2 separate regions of the Gossypium hirsutum genome follow, and region 1 is linked to region 2. A link is a contact called in public Hi-C data. All regions are on one chromosome and are shown on one strand. The core of a region is the stretch at or near the end of the contact, and the rest is flanking DNA. Distances in the headings are between cores, read along the strand shown. Region 1 holds the start of LOC107917789 (eukaryotic translation initiation factor 4B2). Region 2 holds the start of LOC107917465 (coilin).

Region 1 (3,640 bases), core at 119-2,618, 400 kb before region 2:
AAACTAATCTAGGCCTTTCCTCTCTAATTCCACCTCCACCCCCACCTCGGGACCATCTATCAGGCTCTGGTCCCGAGTCAAGGAAACCTGAACCAAACGTCGAAGATCGAGATGGAATTGACCGTTTTAGAGCCGTCCAATTATCAGACTCATCGGCCTTAGAGAATCCACCACCTCCTCCAGTTCCAAGCCCACCGTATCGATTTTGCCTGCCCAAATCCAGTGAAGGACTTGCTTTTTTTGCATTTGCCCAATTGTCCACCTCATCGGCACGCGACGGTTGATCGTAATCAGAAACCCTAGAAGGCGGACCCCGCCGTTCTTCATTAAACCCCCCCTGCTGCCTCCTTCCGGAGCCCCACGATCCATCGCTGTCTTCACGGTCACGCATAACCCGATCCGCAGGTGGACCCGACCTCCCGTAGGACGAAAACCCACCTCCGAGACGGCCAAACTGCAATTCCTCGGTGGAACGTTCTTTGGGTCGGATAGGGAGGAGCATCATCTCTTCGGGTGTCAGCTTATTGTTTTCCGTTACCCTAGCACTGCCAAGTCCACCCCCGCCGGATGACGAGTAAGTCCCCATGTTAAACTCCGAGAGAGTCATTTTCTTCTTCTTGGGTTTCGCGCTAACGGCTTCTTTTAGGCTAGGGAAACTCTGAGATTCAGCCGTGGGAGCAACAGCTGCCGCAGTGGCTGCGGCTTCGGCAGCTGCTCGTTCCTCCGCTTCTTCTCGCTCGGCCTCGGCGGCCCACGCGCCGATGCCACCCCAGGGTGTCGACATTTTCGAAAAAGATTATATTATTTCCCTTTCTTTTTGTGATATTTTTGTTTTCTATGCGATCTGGGAAAAAGTAAAAAAAAAAAATGGGACAGAGATCTAAAAGAGAGGGAAAATGAAATAATTGAGCTGGGGCTCCGTTAATGAATCCGGAGCTCCGATTGTACACTAAGAAATTAAGAGCGGGTGCAGTTATTTATTTATATTAGTGTCGTTAGTCGTTACGCTTTATTCATATTATTATTTCCATCTTTTGTGTAAGAAAAAAATATCCCACAACCCAATGCGTTTCTAGAAGCTAGATGGACGCGCAAGAAGGGAAGTGAAATGCACGGTCCAATAAGAGATTACAGGTGAAGAATTATTGGGAAATGGAAATAATTATTAGGTGTACCACCTATATGTAAGATTCAGCTATTTGACTTCTACGGTGGGACGGTGTTGAGAAGCTTGTCTTTTCTCTGATTTCTTCTTCTTTTTTTACTTAAATTTTACTCAAAACTTTGGGGAGAAAAGAGTAAGGTAAATTAATTCTTTATTTGGATATAAATTAACGGTTTAATTCAAGATTTAATCTATGTTATTTTCTCACTTTATTATCTAATTTTTTATTCATTCGGTTTTATTCATCGAGCTGTTGGGTAATAGATTACACCTATTCAGCAAGTAGAGGCTTAGATGGGCTAATGTGCTCTGCTTGTTTTCTTTTAACCCGTTCTTGGCTCTCTCTTTCATGCTAATGTTCTTATTTTTATTTTGATAAGCCATAGTTTTCCTTGCAACCTGCTCAAGTTGATTCAACACCTTATTCTTATTCCCCTCGACAACCGCTACAACTTGATGATTGGGCTCAGGTCGGGTAGGATGTTGTTTAATGACTGTATGCACCCCTAAGCCTACTTTATATGGCCCATCCCTATTTATTTTAAAGGCCCCATATCGATTTCTTCTTAAAGCCTCGTAGATAAAATTTCATGTGATTCAGTAAACAGAATAGAAATTTAATTCCATCATTATTAGATCGATTCGTAGGATTCGATGAAGAATGAAAAAAGAATGGGATTTTTTTGAGAAATAGGAAATTCAAAATGCTCAGAGGGATGAAAATGGGGAAATGTCTACAATACCTGGGTTGAATCAGATACAATTTGAAAGATTTTGTGGGTTCATGGATCGGGGCTTAATAGAAAAACTTTATAAGTTTTCAAAAATTGAAGATATAAAGCAAGAAATTGAATTTCAATTCTTTGTGGAAACATATCAATTGGTGGGATCGTTGATAAAAAAAAGGAATGTTGTGTATGAATCAGTCACATATTCTTCTAAATTATATGAATCCTCAAGATTAATTTGGAAAACCAATAAGGATATGCAAGAACAATATTTTTTTATTGGAAACATTCCTTTAATGAACTCCCTCGGAACTTCTATAGTAAATGGAATGTTGGAAAATTTGGTTTGAAAATAACATAATAGAGCACAGCGAAATTTTAAAAATTTTCTTTCAAAATTGACCAAATGTGATGTTATAGCAATAAAGTTATTTACTTGGATTGTACATGTGTTTTATACAAAGCAGACTAAATTGTTCTCAACTTTCAACCACACAATCTTCTGTGCTATCCTTGATCTTGATTTGCCAGAGTGTGGACTCTATATGCAAATCGATGAAAAATTTTAGTGTGAAACTTAATAGCTAGAAATCGAAAGACTAATTCTTGTCAAAAGATAGAATTATTTGAAAAATAATAATATTTCTATATTTTGAAAGAATATCAACTATGAGAGACGTGTTATGACCTAGCTCTCAATCTCTATTTATAGAAATAATAAAAAGAGTTTCAATCGAACAAGTATTAATTAGATAATAATATTCAAATAGGAAAACATGACTCCTATTAGAGTACTCTATAGGGGTGGCAGCAACCCTCTCAAAGCGCCCTCTTTACTTATTGTAGTATTGTATTCAATGTTCACAACTTTCCCAAACACTTCCGTGATAGCCTTCATTAAGCTTTTAATGTAATATCAGTATGGCAAACTTGATAAACAAATCCAAGCAATAATCTTCAAATGTTGTAGTTCCTTTATAAAAAAATCACGTCTCCAAGGTTGAACTACCAAATAATGGCCATAAACCATCTTTCATCCTCCAAACAACATCCTATTTTAATTTCTTTGTCTAGAAAGTTTTGCTAGGGAATAGTCATTACCAAGATAAAAAAGAAGAAGTTGAAACTCGCCAAAATAAAACTCTAAAGACTCTTGATTCAATTAGAAAAGGCTCTGCAGCCAATGGCACGCCCAATGAGTCATACACTCTCTTAGAAAAACAAATCTCAAGATAGGCATATCCTTAGAGATAAGGATGTCATCCTCATGAAGGGAGATCTCATCATCATCACTCTGTTGGAAAAATAGTTTAAGAAAAAAAATCACTTTAGGTATAATGGAAGTTTATTATTTAGAGTAATAAACCTATTGACTGAAATAATACCTTAGCTTTGTACAAGGCAATTAAGTCGACCCCGACTTTCAACCAAATGACATGCTCCTCTATCCTTGAACCATGAATTGCCTCTAGTGTATGCTCAAACAACACAAACCAAACCACAAAATGAAAACTTTTAATTAACTTTTAGTCGGAAAGGTACTTTCTCTCTATATCCGGTAACGACACGTTTTTTTCCCCAAAAATAGAATTTATTATGTGAAATAAATTTCCACTAGTTTTTGGCATAATAACATCATCTATTAAGTTTTCTATAATGTTTAACCGGTTATTCCTCTTTATAGAGAAAAAGTATAAGAGTTCTGTTTGAATAATGTCTAATTAAATAATATCATTTTAATAGAAAA
Region 2 (3,689 bases), core at 353-2,852:
GACTAAATTGAATAAAAATTTAGAGTGAACAAAAGAGGACAAAACGTATATTAGATTGATCTTGGGTGTAGCTAACCTTACGGTCTGTTTGGACAACACAAAGTAATTGAATGAAAGTGTAATTACACTCTCTTATAATTACAAAGATTGTAATTCACTAGGCATGTTTGGCTGACAGAGTGTAATTATATTGTAATTCCGATGTCATGTTTGGTAGTATAAATTCTAATTATACAGTTACATAATTTATATATATATTTTTAAAATATAAATTACTATAAAAAATTATTATTATGATAAAAATTATTTCTAAAAAAGTAACAAAAATTAAAATCATATCATCAAATGTAATATGTTAGTCTAAAAAAGTAATTGATAATACGATTGCTAATAATAAAAATAAAAATAAACATCATATATAATTTTATCTAATCGTTTTAGTGAATATTTGTTGAGTTATTTCCTCTTTAATATTTAACATATTCCCCTTATCATCATCTATTGGTTCTTAACTGATTTCATTATCATTATCATTATCATTTGAATATGCATAATTAAGATCATTAAGATATCCTTCTTTAATATACCCTTGAAGTATAGATTATCTCAATTTCACCTATCATTGAAGTTAAATATGCACCATCCTAATACGATCCAACCTTATTTTTTTATACTATACTAAGATAATGTTGTTAATATAGGGAATATTTTTTTTAAAAACAACAAATGTCTTCTCAACCATTTTTCGAAACATTGAATGTCTCAAATTTAAGAGTTTAGGAGTTGTCTATAATACTTGTGTCTTACACCATTCTCTCAAATGGTATTATAACCCTACGATATGGTGCAAGAAAACCTTTTGTAATTGTATAGTCAATATTGATCTTATAATATTTGAGTTCAAAATCTAAGTAATTTGTAACTTTTATTATAAAAGCTTATATAAACTTAAATTGGAAAAAAATTATACTAGGTTCTATCTTTTTTTATAATACATAAATTAGGTAAATAAATATAAAATTTATAATATATAACTTTTATAATAATGGTTTTACAAATTGTTAAATAAGTTTCATAACACTTCCTACAAATAATATATTTTTTTGTTGTAACTTTAGAAAGGTTTTATTTATAAATAGGTGGTGATAAAAAATAATATTTTTTTTATGAATAAGTATATTATTTTTATAATATATATAACATGAAAATATACATAAATTATGCCAATACTTCTTAACCATAATTTTTTATAAATAAATATTTTATAACACTTTTATAATATGTAAATTGTTTTTATAATAAACTTTTTTATCATAACTAAAAAAAATTATAATATAAGAAATTATTTTACCATAACTAGTCCACTTATACTTACTCATATTTATAATATAATTTTTATAATTTATATAAAAATAATTTTAAAATTAAATTTAAGTATAATTACGATTACTCTAATTTTTACTCTCTCTCCTAGTAATTAGAAAGTATGATTAAATATTCTAATTATAAATAAGATTAATTAATTACAGTCCAAATATTTCACTCTTGTATAATTATAAATCATTACACATAAATTCGATTATTGGGTAACTTTCCAACCTAGAATCAATCAAACCAATTTGTCAAATATCGCACCCGCTGCTTTGTGGCCTGTAGTTCGAATATCGAGTTTTAGCCCAACGAAAAGGAATTAATCCAGGAGCAACCATCCGGCCCAAAGCCTTTTGAGCGCACCCAGACAGCTGGTGAGTCATCATGACTCGACGGTCGACGGTCTCTAACTCACAGTCACAGTAGAGTAACCACGAAACCCCGGCAGAGGGTTTATGAAACGAAACGAAGGCCAAATAACAAAGTTCACCTTTGGGTTTTCTTCAAATTTCCTCAGACTTCGAAAATGGAGACGGCAAGGCTCCGTTTGGTGTTCGAGGATCCGAACATTCTCAGCAAGTCTCAGAAGCAACAAGGCCTAAAGCGAAGCTGGTTTATCCTTAAACCCCAACATCAAACCATCTTCGATCTTTCCTCCGATCTTCTCCACATTTTCGACCTCCAAAAGTCTTGCCCTAATGGCCTCATACTCTCCGTATGTCTCTCTACCTCTCTCTTTCCCTCTCGCACCCGTCATGCCCTAATATATATATATATATATATTGGTGCTATGTTATGCCATTGATTTTTCATTGCAGATGGATGGCTTTGTTTTGCCACCTTTCGAGCCAACTTGTATTTTAAAAGATAAAGATATTGTCAGGTTAGTATATGCAAATCGTCTTCTTTTTTCTTTTGTAAAATGTGTGTGTTTTGTTCTGCATTTCTAAATTTTAACTATGAAAACAGTGTGAAGATGAAAGGAGGGAAATCGACCGAGATTATTAAGGCTGGAAATGGTATGAATTATTTGGAAGAATTGGAAACAATGGAGCGACTGCCCGTTAATACCGGCGTCAAGCATCTAGCCAATGAGGAGTTTGATAAGGAAACCAGGGGATACAAAAGCGAACTGGAAGAAGATGAGCAAGAACTTGCGCCATTGGAGGATCGAGCACAAGTTGAAAGCACACCAATTGAAAACATGGTTTCAAAGAAAAGAAAGGCACGGGATAAACTTCCGAGCTCTAGGTAATTTACTTCATACAATTTTCATTAAACCTTCTTCTTTTACTTGGTTTGTTAAGTAGTTACACTGGTAATTGCTTATTATCTTTAATTACATTTACCTTCAGGAAGAAGAAAAGCAAATTGGCTACTGCTAAAAAATATCCGGTTTCTGGAGATGATGGAATTGATGTTCGTCCAAGGAAAAGCAAAAGCTCTCATAAAAAAAAGGTTTCCACCAATGACAAGGTTGTTGGTAAGGACAAGCCAGCTGACATTCAGGGAGAACCAGAGAATTCAAGCAGCCCTGAAATTGATGAAACTGGTGATAACAAAACCAATCTGGGGAGGTAACATTTATCTTGAATGTAGGTGATTACAACATATTGTAAGAGAGAAAGATTGAAAATATTGTCTGGAGTTTTAAATCCCTCAATTTGGTTTTGGTTCACCTTTTGTGCAAAATTAACCCTTTTTATTTTCCTTGTCATTGCTTCTCTTATATTTGCCTTGTGGAAGGGTATTTCTTCATTTGCTTGCTTCTGTATTATAGGTCTTCCCAGCTTCAAAACACTGGTAAAGGGAGTGCTGATGAACTTATTACAACTACTGAAGTTAAAAAGGTTAACATTATTGTTTTGAATGGAATGAATCATTAGTTTCTAATAAGATTCATTGATGTCCGAGATGGTATCTTATTTCTTGGAAAAATGGTTTATGAAGTTGTGTTGTGTCCATGAAGAGAACGTCATTGTTAGTAGAAGCAATAAACCTGAGCCATGCATCTACCTAACACACATATCCATGTCACATAACATAGTTTGATGTTGATGGTTGATGCTCTTGGCATGGAATTTAGAATTTTATTTTCATATATTTCAGTTTGTCAACCAATCTTAATGGTTTATTGCTTTTTCCATATTCAAATTCTAACACAAGCAAACCTTCTATTTAATTTCTTATTGTGCAGCTCCCTAGCAGAAGTGCCCGACGTAAAAAGGCTAAAAGGCGATGGTTGAGGGAGCAGGCCAAACTTGTAAAGGAAAAGGTAATTTACTCTTTAGAAAAACTGTTAAGTTATTTTGGACCTT

What was found. A called contact is a pair of places that touch in the nucleus more often than the background predicts.
Region 1: a contact with region 2 is called in a Hi-C map of leaf, with 4 times the contacts expected there. The contact joins the promoter of LOC107917789 here to the promoter of LOC107917465 in region 2. A contact is called at or near these places in 5 of 34 Hi-C or Micro-C datasets (hypocotyl and leaf).

The regions. Positions count from the first base shown.
Region 1 is chrA01:98,055,548-98,059,187 of Gossypium_hirsutum_v2.1, reverse strand. LOC107917789 (eukaryotic translation initiation factor 4B2) reads right to left here and starts at 1,368. Exons shown (of 3, transcript XM_016847106.2): 1 at 1-1,368. The coding sequence starts at 784.
Region 2 is chrA01:97,655,698-97,659,386 of Gossypium_hirsutum_v2.1, reverse strand. LOC107917465 (coilin) reads left to right here and starts at 1,602. Exons shown (of 13, transcript XM_041110628.1): 1 at 1,602-2,086; 2 at 2,190-2,254; 3 at 2,341-2,622; 4 at 2,727-2,948; 5 at 3,152-3,221; 6 at 3,569-3,646. The coding sequence starts at 1,898.